Linked DNA regions of Gossypium hirsutum: region 1 is linked to region 2. The links are chromatin contacts, called in public Hi-C maps. All regions are on one chromosome and are shown on one strand. The core of a region is the stretch at or near the end of the contact, and the rest is flanking DNA. Distances in the headings are between cores, read along the strand shown. Region 1 holds the start of LOC107901114. Region 2 holds the start of LOC107901122.

What was found. Hi-C and Micro-C count contacts between places; a contact is called where the count stands out from the background.
Region 1: a contact with region 2 is called in a Hi-C map of leaf, with 1.8 times the contacts expected there. The contact joins the promoter of LOC107901114 here to the promoter of LOC107901122 in region 2. A contact is called at or near these places in 3 of 34 Hi-C or Micro-C datasets (hypocotyl and leaf).

What each region holds. Positions count from the first base shown.
Region 1 is chrD06:13,365,485-13,370,810 of Gossypium_hirsutum_v2.1, forward strand. It overlaps LOC107901114, which reads right to left and starts at 2,378. Exons shown (of 1, transcript XM_016826991.2): 1 at 1,001-2,378. The coding sequence starts at 1,859. The coding sequence ends at 1,272. LOC107901113 (beta-galactosidase) reads left to right here. Exons shown (of 18, transcript XM_016826990.2): 18 at 13-438. The coding sequence ends at 123. LOC107901112 (WD-40 repeat-containing protein MSI4) reads right to left here. Exons shown (of 16, transcript XM_041095721.1): 16 at 4,696-5,152. The coding sequence ends at 5,051.
Region 2 is chrD06:13,150,524-13,156,323 of Gossypium_hirsutum_v2.1, forward strand. LOC107901122 reads right to left here and starts at 3,859. Exons shown (of 7, transcript XM_041095717.1): 1 at 3,590-3,859; 2 at 2,845-2,912; 3 at 2,045-2,192; 4 at 1,887-1,967; 5 at 1,273-1,358; 6 at 935-1,055; 7 at 364-670. The coding sequence starts at 3,859. The coding sequence ends at 593. It overlaps LOC107901123 (thioredoxin-like 2, chloroplastic), which reads right to left. Exons shown (of 4, transcript XM_016827003.2): 3 at 5,097-5,261; 4 at 4,200-4,593. The coding sequence ends at 4,444. It overlaps LOC121218377 (tetraspanin-2), which reads left to right. Exons shown (of 2, transcript XM_041095550.1): 2 at 33-344. The coding sequence ends at 344. It also overlaps the pseudogene LOC107901124.

The DNA of each region.
Region 1 (5,326 bases), core at 1,128-3,627, 210 kb after region 2:
GTCTGTTTGCAGAATTGCATCGGAAAACAATCGTGTTCGGTAACCGTGGCTCCCGAAGTATTCGGAGGAGATCCATGTCCAGGTAGCAGGAAGAAGCTATCAGTTGAAGCTGCATGCAAATGAAGAAGTCTAAATAGAGTGATACATTAAAGAAGCCTAGACTAGTTCATATTCAGTACATAGATACTTCCTTACCATCTCTGTGAGCTTTCAAGGTATCGCTCACTGCAAAGATGATATGATTTATGTGCATAGAGAAAGCCATTGATTGTCTGATACAGCACAGAGAAAGCATATATGGGATCGGTTTGTAAAAGAATCTAGGATTATTCTAGTTTCCCGGAATTCAGTTTATATAGCATACATGGGATTGATTCTCTTTGTAAAAATAAATGGAAAAAAGTAAAAATCCAAGCATTTTTCAAATTTTAAATAGCATTTTACAGTCTCTTCTGGTATTCATAATGTTGCAGTTTCATCTTTGACCTATTAAGTAGAGTAGATGTGTGGTAATCAGAAAGAGTTGTAAATTAGGTAGTAATTAGGAGGTAGAGAATGATTAACCATTGGCACACTGATTAGAAGTGGCGGTTGATAATGATGATCAGTAGGCAAATTTGATGACAGGGATGGGGCAATGGGTGGCAACGAGTGGATTGGGAAATGTCACACAACGACATGATCACTTACTGAGGGCGTGTTTGGCCTTGGCTCCTCTTTTGCGCGGTGGTGTCTCCGGCGTGTTTCCAGACTTTTAGCGGTGGGCATGGCGTTGGGGATGGTAGAGCTGATAGCTAGAGTTTCTGTGGGTTGGTTTTTTGAGCTTAGGATTGGGCTTTCTGTTTATTTTTTTAAGCTCTTGGGGTTTTCTTTAAAGAACAAAAACTAAATTCAGGAGTTGATCACAGAAGGTTGTTTGAGTGATATCCATGAGACAAAAGAGGGATATTGACTGTGGAGTTACATAATATAATACTCTTTGCAAAGCAAAAGGAAAGGATAGAGATAAGGACCAGTGTTTGTTCAATTAATCAATCACGTTTTGAAATTACTTGAAAATCACGTAACTCGTGCTTTTTATTAAATCTGGCCCTCACACTTGATGGAAAATCCCCTTCTTATCTTTTTCCCACCACTACTACTTTACCCCTAATGATTATGATGCCACATATCTCTATCTGCATGCCGTCTAATTAATTCTCTAAAACCCTATTTCTCTAATCTACTCTTCAATTTCCACTATTAACAAATGTGGCCATAACTGTTCACGTTTACTCACAAATTTCAAAAAGGGCACTCACTCCTCCTCCAGCAACTTCGTCAGCTGCTCTTCGTCCCATGCCCATCTCCATTCCGACTCCACCACCCACCCACGCGCCTCTTCCTCGTTTCCGCCCCCACGCCCCACCCTCCTCCGCTTCCAACCACTCCCTTATTCCTTCCAAACCCTTCACCTTCGACCTTACAATCCCACCCATGTCCACGCTGGCCATCACGCTCGACTCCGACTCCGAAAACGACGACCCGCAGCTCTCTTCGTTGCCGTTGATGGTGATGTACGAAGACGACGACTGAAATATCAACGCCGACGAATACGGATTGTCGCTGAACCTAACCCTCATTCCGTACGACGCCGGAGAATACGTGTACAATGACGCTGACATGGTCGTTTCCGCTGAGTCGTCCAGAAGCTTCAACAACTCGCTCATCGAGTCAGCCTCGCTACCTTCCACCGATAACCACCCCATAACTTCATCGCTTAACTCAGCTACTCCCGCATCTCTCTGCCGTTTAAACTCCGGAGACTCGGCGCCGGTGACGTCGTCGGTTTCCGCTTTCCTTCCCTCCTCTTCCTCCATGCTAATATTTTTTTTTCTTCAAAGAGAAAAAACGAATGATAAAAATGGTAAACCACGAAGACCTTATATATATAACGACGTGTAAAGGAAATGATACGGAAAGTTGATTTTGATTTAATGGCTGATGCATTTAATGCCAGCCGTCTGATTCGATGGTTTTAAAATCTCTTAAATGACGTGGCTGATCATCTTTTGACGGGGAGACTGGGACTCCATGTGCCGAAAAGCGAGTGCCGCGTGGAGGGCTTGTGCTTACGTGGCAGAAGAGCCTATGCAGAAAAATGGCGGGAAAACCCTTCAATGGAGGAGCCCTAAATAAATACTTGTCAATATTTTTGGTACTCCCATGGCTTTTATGACTTGTAAAATTACAACTATACCCTTTTTATTTGTAGAAATTACTTGACTCTCAAAAATTATTAGTCCACAATAGACCTATTCATGAGTCGGGTCATCCAGTCCAGCCTGAAGGTCCATTAGAAATGTGAGAAAGTTTAAAATAAAAATATAGGCCAAAAAATGGGCTTAGACAAAAAAAGGCTCGTTTAAAAAATAGGTCGAGCATTGGGTAAGGTATTTTTGGCCCGGACCAGGCTCGAATTCATTAAAGGACAAATTTTTTTGTTTTTTAATATTATTTTCTTATTGTTTTCTCCCTAGTTTGCTACCATTTTACTATTATGTTACTACTATTTTGTTGTTACTGTTTAGATATTGTATAAAACTTATTTTATTGTTAATTTTGTTATTATTTAGAGGCATTTGTTTGTTAAGTTGCATCTAACTTAGTATTATTTAAGTATACATATTTTTAAAATTTATTTTCAATTTGTTGGGAAATATTTATTTTGATGTTTTTAGTATTTTTGATGTATTATATATTTTTTAAAATAATATAAAAATTAATATGGGCAGGCCGAGTCGGGCTCAGGTTTTAACATTTTTATCTAAGCCGAGCTCGGGAAAAATTTTAGGCCCATTTTTCGGGCCAGGCAGGGGCCAAGCCTAGTAAACGGGCCTAAAATTTTAGTTGAGCCCGGCCCTACCCATGCACACCTCTAGTCTACATTAAAACCCTAAATATAATCCTATTAGAATAAAACGTATGCTTCTTTCTATTATAAAAATATAACACGGTTAAAATATGTCACAAGTCCTATACTTTTTAAAAATAAAAATTTAGATTTTTTTTATATTTCATCAAATTTAGTTTTTATATCTTTAAAATTTTAGAATTCAATTTCAACTCTTAACACTATTTTTTTTTGTTAAATTCATTGTTGTGATATTTTTCAAATAAAAAAATATTCACTTAATAATTATATAATTAAAAAGTTAACATTAATTTAAAAAAATATTAACAATGTTTTATAATTAGACTTGAATTTTAAAATTTTAAAATAAAAAAATTATGAAATAAAAAAATGAATTAATTCCTAATTTTTACAGCGCATTTTAACCTTTATAAAATTATATCAAATTTGAGGGGAAAATTAGAAAGATAAAAGGGGTTTGACAAAAGCAACTTTCACTTTTTTGTGGCAATTTCTCTTTTCTTTTCAGCATTTAATTTCTTTCCTAACGGGACAGGCATCTCGAGATCTCAAAAATCTGTCGAAAAGTAAAAATTAACATCCCTTCTCTTTCTTTCTTCTTTTTCTTTTTCAGTTTTAGTACCTTCTATAAAAGAAAAAAGCAATTTTTTTACATTAAAACAAAACAAGTTACTTTAAAAAAACTAAAATTTTTCAAGGTTGTACTTTTTTTCTTTTGTTTTGGTTACCAATGGTGCCAGCTTTCGAGTTAGTTATACCAGTCTTTTTCTTCCTCATTAACTCAATTTTTCTTTTTTTTCTTCTCATTCTTTTCATTTGTCTGTTCTCTTTTCATATTATATATCTATTTTGTTGATATCTTTGTTGATTTAGACTTATGTTGTTTTAAATTTTATATATTTTTTTGTTTTTCTTGTTTAACGGGTATTCATTTTTAGAATTTTTTGTCTGCTCTTGTAGTATGTTTTTTAGTTTTACTTTTGCAAGTAATTTTAGGGATGATTTTGTTACCGTCCTCTCTAATTTGGTAGATGTTTAGTTATTTTGTCAACTTTTTCCCATTATTTTGGATCATTCGGGGCTGAATTTCTTATTGAATTAAATAATTACAATCACTCTAAATACGTAGTACTTGAATTATGATAGAGCCAATTACTAATATGCCATAGTGTTCATTTGCTAGACTTTATACTTTACCACCTATAACATGGGTTTTTTTTTTCTCCAGATTGCATCATCCCGGAATGAAATAATAATCTCTTTTAAAAAAAACCAACTTAAAAAATCATCACTTGAGCTGCGAATGATTTTATTAATATTTATTAGTCCTTAAATTTATATGTCAGTCATCACTCAAATAAATGAATGACATGCATGAAAGATATTATATATAACAATATTTTTCACACCCAGGGTGATTTTTTTTAAAGTTTAAATATAATTAATAATATATAATTTTATTAGGTTTTTAAAAATAAAGAAATTATTTGAAGTGTGCTTTTTTCTATAAAAAAAATTAAGGTTATTTGGTGTTCTATTTGAAATAAATTTCTTAAACTAAATTACATAAATATCTATAATTAAATTTATCTTTGTTAGGGAAGGATTTTCACTGGTTTAACAAGTTAAACGTCATGATTAAAATATTAATTATATAAAAAAACTAATTTAGCTTTCCAATCCTGCAGGCACCTTTTGACACCTGGGAATTGAAATTTAATTTAATTATTTATTGGTTTTGGTAGGAGGGCCCACCTAAATAGTAAGAAACTCATGAAGAATAAATGAAGTAAGACAGCTTGTTGAATTTTAGGTAATAATTACTGTTCATGACGCAATTAAGTTTTTACCCACACACAATCCACATTAACTGTTCTATCTTCAAAGCACAAGACAAGACCACCGAATCAAAAAGGAGGAAACAATGAGAACCTTCTGCCTCCCATCATAGAGTTTAGTTGATTTGAGTCATAATTTTTATCCTCCAAACCACACTGACTCGTCTTCAACAATGTTGTAATCAGAGTCTAACACTTACCAATATTCAATGTCTGAAAATCTACATGTCACCTACTGAGGCATCTACATAGATTTGTTACAAGTCAATCTGGAAATATGTTGGGGCGCCTTCATCCTTCATGGCTTTGAGGCGCATGAAATGACATGGGACTTGAATTTCTCCAGCTCTGCCAAAACCTCCTCCTCTGGCCTGTAGATCAGATCACTCATCCGCCATATCTGCATATCATCATTCTAGTTTTAATGCATTTGTCACAATTTATAATTGTTTCCCATAATATGCATGCCAGGTAAAGCCCTTGGGCTTTGCCCGACTTATATATGTTTATATCTACCTTCGCAGTGCTCATTTGAATCAATCTCAAGATAAAAAAGAAATGTATTTTCCAACAT
Region 2 (5,800 bases), core at 2,609-5,108:
TTTAAATCTTTCATTTTTGTTATGTTTGATAGTCAGGGTGTTGTAAGCCTCCAACAATATGTGGCTACATTTTTGTGAACCCAACGTTGTGGACAAACCCGGTGAACCCAGCAGGGGACCCTGACTGCAACCTATGGAGCAATGACCAGACCCAACTCTGCTATAACTGCAACTCATGCAAAGCTGGTCTGCTGGGGAACCTGAGGAGAGAATGGAGGAAAGCCAACATAATTCTCATTGTGGCAGTGGTGGTACTAATATGGGTCTATATCATTGCTTGCAGTGCCTTCAAGAATGCCCAAACGGAGGACCTCTTCAACCGCTACAAACAGGGTTGGACTTAAAAAATAAAATAAAATAACCTTTGGTTCAATGTGTCTGCTGTATGTATTCCAATGTTATGGTTCTTATATCTAGAAAATGCGTGGACAGTGAGGAAGGGTACTTATTACACTGTAATTAATGAAAACGAGAATACAATTTCAAATTATCAACTTCTTCACGACTATAAGGTTCTTGGATTTGTGCAAAAAAGAAAACTCATTGATAGGAAGAAAATCCTCATAATCTTCAGACTGATAGTGATAGCTTCTTAAGCAGTAGAAAGCTTCCTAGAGTAAACAATGTACATAGGATCTGAGCGTCCTGGATTAGGAGATATATCAACAGCCTGTAGACAAAAATGGATTTCTTTTAGGCTCAGATTAGTGTCTACCATAAACTTGGGTGCTTTTAAATTGGATATATACATAAAGCACGTATTCACATCAATGCAGACTGGCAACACCTAGTTTCCATTTGGAAACTTTGGGGCTTATCTTAAAATATTTGCAACAGCGTATATAGACTTAAGAGATTGCCGGCTAATGGTTGTCCAAGAAAAACTTGAGGGGTGAAGAGCCTATTATGAGACAAAATATTAAATATTGTTTACCTGAGGAGGTTCAAATCCGCCAGCATAATGGAAATATGACCCAACAATCAAAGCATGATCGGTGTCACCAGTGGATGTCCATATAGAGATTGCTTTTGTCCAAAAGCAGCGATTTGAAAAACTGCTTCGGAAATGAGTCACGTTTAAGTTCAAAGAAGTGTATAAAATAAAAATGGTTGAACAAAGAAATGGAAGATGTAATAGGAATGAGAAACATAAGCCGAGGAAAAAAAAATCATGCAGGCTATAGAGTCAACAAGGAATAGAAAGAAAAATGGGACAAAGTTTGATCTTAAGCTTCGATGCAACGATTAGTTAGAAGTAGATGAAAAGTTCACCTCATTATAGCCAATCCACCAGGCTTAAGAATCCGGCACATCTCTTTGAAAACATCAAGAGGCTTTGTTAGATAATCAACACTGACCTACAAGATTACATCCTTAAAACGCCATCCTTAACTCGGAGGTAGGTCATTAAAGCATAGCTTTCAGAGAGGAAGTGCAAAAATATTCTCAAGTATCTTTCATTTCATCTAAAATGGAAAAACAAGGAGAAGAGGGAAAGGAATAACTAATGCAAAAGGAAAGGAGTTATGGACGAGAGGAGAAAAAACACCCACCACATTGGTAATGACATCAAAGGAATTATCTTCAAAGGGAAGCTTAGGTTTCAAATTTAAGTCTTGCACAACATATTCTGTTAGAACCTACAAAGACAATTATTTAAGGTAATAATGTCATGAACAGCTGCAGTGTCATACTTCAGTTGTACTCATGAACTCACACAGATAATGATTTCTAGAACTTAATACTATTATTTTAGTAGAACTCATTAATAGATTGAAGTAACTATATCATTCAAGTTGTTGCTAAAATCACCCTTGTATAGCAGCATTTTGATGACCAGCTTATAATCCAACCAGTAAAAAAGTGAGAAGAAATGTTGAACTCACAGGGTTCCGCTTAAGCTCTTCCTCATTCATACCCATTCCAACTACCCGTTCTTGCTTGTATCCTTTTGGAAAATGACTGACCTAAACATAAAACCGAGAACAGCATCATGAGAATGTGATAGAGAAAGAGGGTGATCTCAACACTAAGAATGTCTTACCCAACTACTGCACATATCCAAGATGCTCACTCCAGGAGTATTGCTGGGAGGGAAAACCTCTGAGTAGTATTTAGTAAGTGCAGCAATGGCTGCATCATCAATATGCGTAACAAAGCGTGGCGCTTCATAGAACATCGAATCTGATGTTCTGAAAGGTGAATTAAAGCTATGAAAATATGAAACTCATCAATATGCTTAACGTTGAGAATAAAACTTGGAAATTGTTGAAGCAAAGTGTAAACTTTCAGCTAAATGATATCTGCTAGATTGAACCACTCGCTGAAGCATTAAATCCTTTAATCAGTATAATATAGGATGAGTTATGGAGTGCTGAGAGCTTTCCTGTTTGTTTAGCGGTACTAATCAACTTCTTTTTTCCTATTTTATATGGCAAAATCTAGAGGGAAATTATATGAGATACAGGTAACAAGTTTGGACTGCTTGATTGAAACAAAAAGCCCCCAGTCTTTGAGAAATAATAGATTCCACAGACTTGTGTTTTAATCTTGTTACTTTGTTTAAGTTAGAACAAAGAGTTTTGCCTAACATCTCGCACTTTCGCAACTCTCATTCTTCTATAACTGATGAAAGATGCTTGAAAATTTACTTCTCCAAATTCCGACCAGCAATCCCAAATGTGAATAAATCATCAAGAAGATGGTCAGTACAAAGCAGCAACAAGGATATTAATGCAAGGAATAACCAAAGCAGGAACAAAATGAGATGAATAACCTCAAGGAAAGACGAAATTTAACATAAGAGTTCAATTTAAACAGCAAGATGTAGTTTGGATTATTTACTCATCGAAGCGTTGGAAATCCTCGTCCTTGAAGGGGAACTGCTTTGGCCATTCCGCATTCTGCAATGCCTATGAAGCCAAGCAAGGAGATTTGGTGAACTATAGAATTAGGACAATGGTGGAATGATGAGAACTCCAGAAAGTAACTAAAAGCATACATGAACTGAAAAGCAAGAAACAGAAGAGGCTATTAAACTCCACCAAGCACTTCGATTCATAGATTAGCTGTTTTTACTTGTGAATGCGCGCGCGTGAAACCATTCACTACTACCAATTGCATTGCAGGACCTAATTGAGGTTCGGGAACTCAGCTCAAAATCATCTCTGATTTAAGAACTTGTATGCATGATTAAGTTCATTCTCAGTGAATCCAACGCAATTGTTTCATATCAAAGTATATACCTTTTAACCCTTTGGTGCTGAACTGAAGAACTAAAGGGCAATAAGATTTGTTGCCTACCCACTTATACAATTTTCATGAAGAATAATAAATAAATGAAGTGCAAAATTTTCTTTTATTACAGGCCAAGAATTGATCAACTATACAATCCAATGAACTTAATCTTTATTATGATCAAGCATCAACTAATGAGTTAGGAGGTTCTTTTCTTCCATTTTGATACAAACCCATTTTCAAAAGCTTATAAATTGCCTATAAAATTGAAATAACCCACAAGCTATTAATGAAAAAAAACCCAGGAACCAAATGGAAGAAAGAAGAAATAATAATCAATTGGAAAATAAACCTGTTCAACAGCACCCTTTAGCCTTGCAGAAGCAATAAAAGATTTGCTATTGCCGGCCATGTTCATGTACTGAGCCCAAAATGAAGCTCCTAAGCCTACCACCAGTCTACGTGGCAGCCTACCACCATTGTTCCATTTTTTTAGCTTACACGAAAGACTAGAGACAGAAGCAACAGCCGGAGCATGAATTGTAGCGGAAATTAAGCGAGAATAACAAACAGCAGTCAAGACGGGAAACCTTTGTTGCAGTTGAAGTCCGAGGATTGCCATGTTTGACGTCACCTCATCGTATATATAGGTTTGTACTTTTATATGATGCTACCTGGGATATGATATCAGCCACGTGGGGCATTGACAACCGTCTGATCAGTTGTGGGTGTAGTCTCCATACTTTGATGTCTTATCTTAATATTAGTGATTCAGATTGGGTTTACGTGGATATCTTACTCGTCATCTATTGTTTCCAAGGTCCACGGTTTCATCATTTCATTACAATGGCTGCTAGGTTTGATCTACTTTGTGAAAGCCGCATACATACCATTTTAAGACATCGAATTTCTTATATTGTACGGATAGAGTTCGGGGGAAAAAAAGGTAAGGATGGTTCAGATTTCAGAAACATGGGAATTTGATTTCCACTTGAATTTGGAGGTTACATATATAACAGGCAGAATAAGAATGAGAAAGAATGCTGCAAAGCTACGAAAAGAATGCTGCAAAGCTACGAATTTCTACTTGAGTATTCTTTTACACAGAAAAATGCCAATATACAGGAATACTATTAAGATAAGCTGAAAATGAGTGTCGACTGGATGTGCAATATACATGGAAATGCACATATGGAGACACATGCTTTATAACGAATCGCTTGTTTGGGTTGACACAGCTGGCTTCTCAATTGGTGCAGATACGGATTCGAGATTCAGGTCTCCGACTGCCTTTGACGGACCAATGTTGCAATGCGGTTGTCTGTGAGTTTGGATAGCATCCTTTATTTTCTGAAACTGCAGATGATAAGGAAAAGTAGCTAATCATTTTATTTTGAATATTTCTTTAAATGATGCAGTTGCATAAGAAAATTGGTCGTCTATACATGCAAGTCAGAAGCCTAAATATGCATAAAGAAGAGTCTTCTAGTACGTTGTCCTTCCACCTTGAATATTTCTCTTCCTATTCACTTAACCAAATAACCAGCACCAAAAAGAGGGAAAAAAGGAATCATTATTCTAACATGCAGCATTTCAAGCAAGTTACAGTATGCTGAAAGATTCTTCTGATGGTGCACCTATGGTCGAGCAAGCAATGTACTCTAGAACCAGATTTCAATGCATCAACCTCTTTTTCAAGGACAGTGCTCTAATGTTGGGCTAAATTTTCCTATGATTATTCTATGGCTAACTTCTTTTTTTTTCCCCTTTCTATTCCATTTCCCAGCAGCCAAGTGGAGAACAGTTAACTTATACAAGTGCAAACATGACCATGGGCTCGGAGGGGATAAAATACAAACCTTGGCTAGCGAACAAGAAAATGATTCCAGTTGACCATGTGCACCACGGTAGAAGTGGAAATAAGGAAGCACCTTCACATTCAAACTTTTACACATAGACTTATTCTCATCAAAATTGACTTTGAGGAACAAAATTTCAGGGTTTTCTTGGGCTGTCCTGCAGAGCTGCCAGATTCATCAAAAGGCAACATCAGGAAAAAGTTGCCATAGTTCAGAAACAACATCAGCTATTTCAAAAAGTGGATAACATTAAATGCTTCAAACATTAATTACTTAAAGAGCACAGCTATTAGCCTGATTTGAGAAACTGTTATCAGATGCATTCTTGAGTAGATGCATGCAGTGAACTGAAAAACTTTTGCTCTGTCAAACAAGATGAGTAGATAGTGCAAGCATCAGTTTTATTATTTGGTTACATGGAAATGACTAAATTATATTAGTCTCAACAAGTAGTAGTTGCTGGAAAGCGTGCTCCCACCCCACATGCCCCCTCTTTTCCAGTTATTTAATCTGAAGATCCATTGCATTTCATGGATATCTCACACTAAGAGATTATGAATTTCATCGAAGGCTTTATGCTGCTCCAGTAAGCTTTTTGATTGCATATTTTCATTTCATATAGAAAGACCCTGTGCCAATATTTCCTGATAAAGAAGGATGGCCGTTATATCGGAGAACAACTGAACCCTCCACTGATCATCATG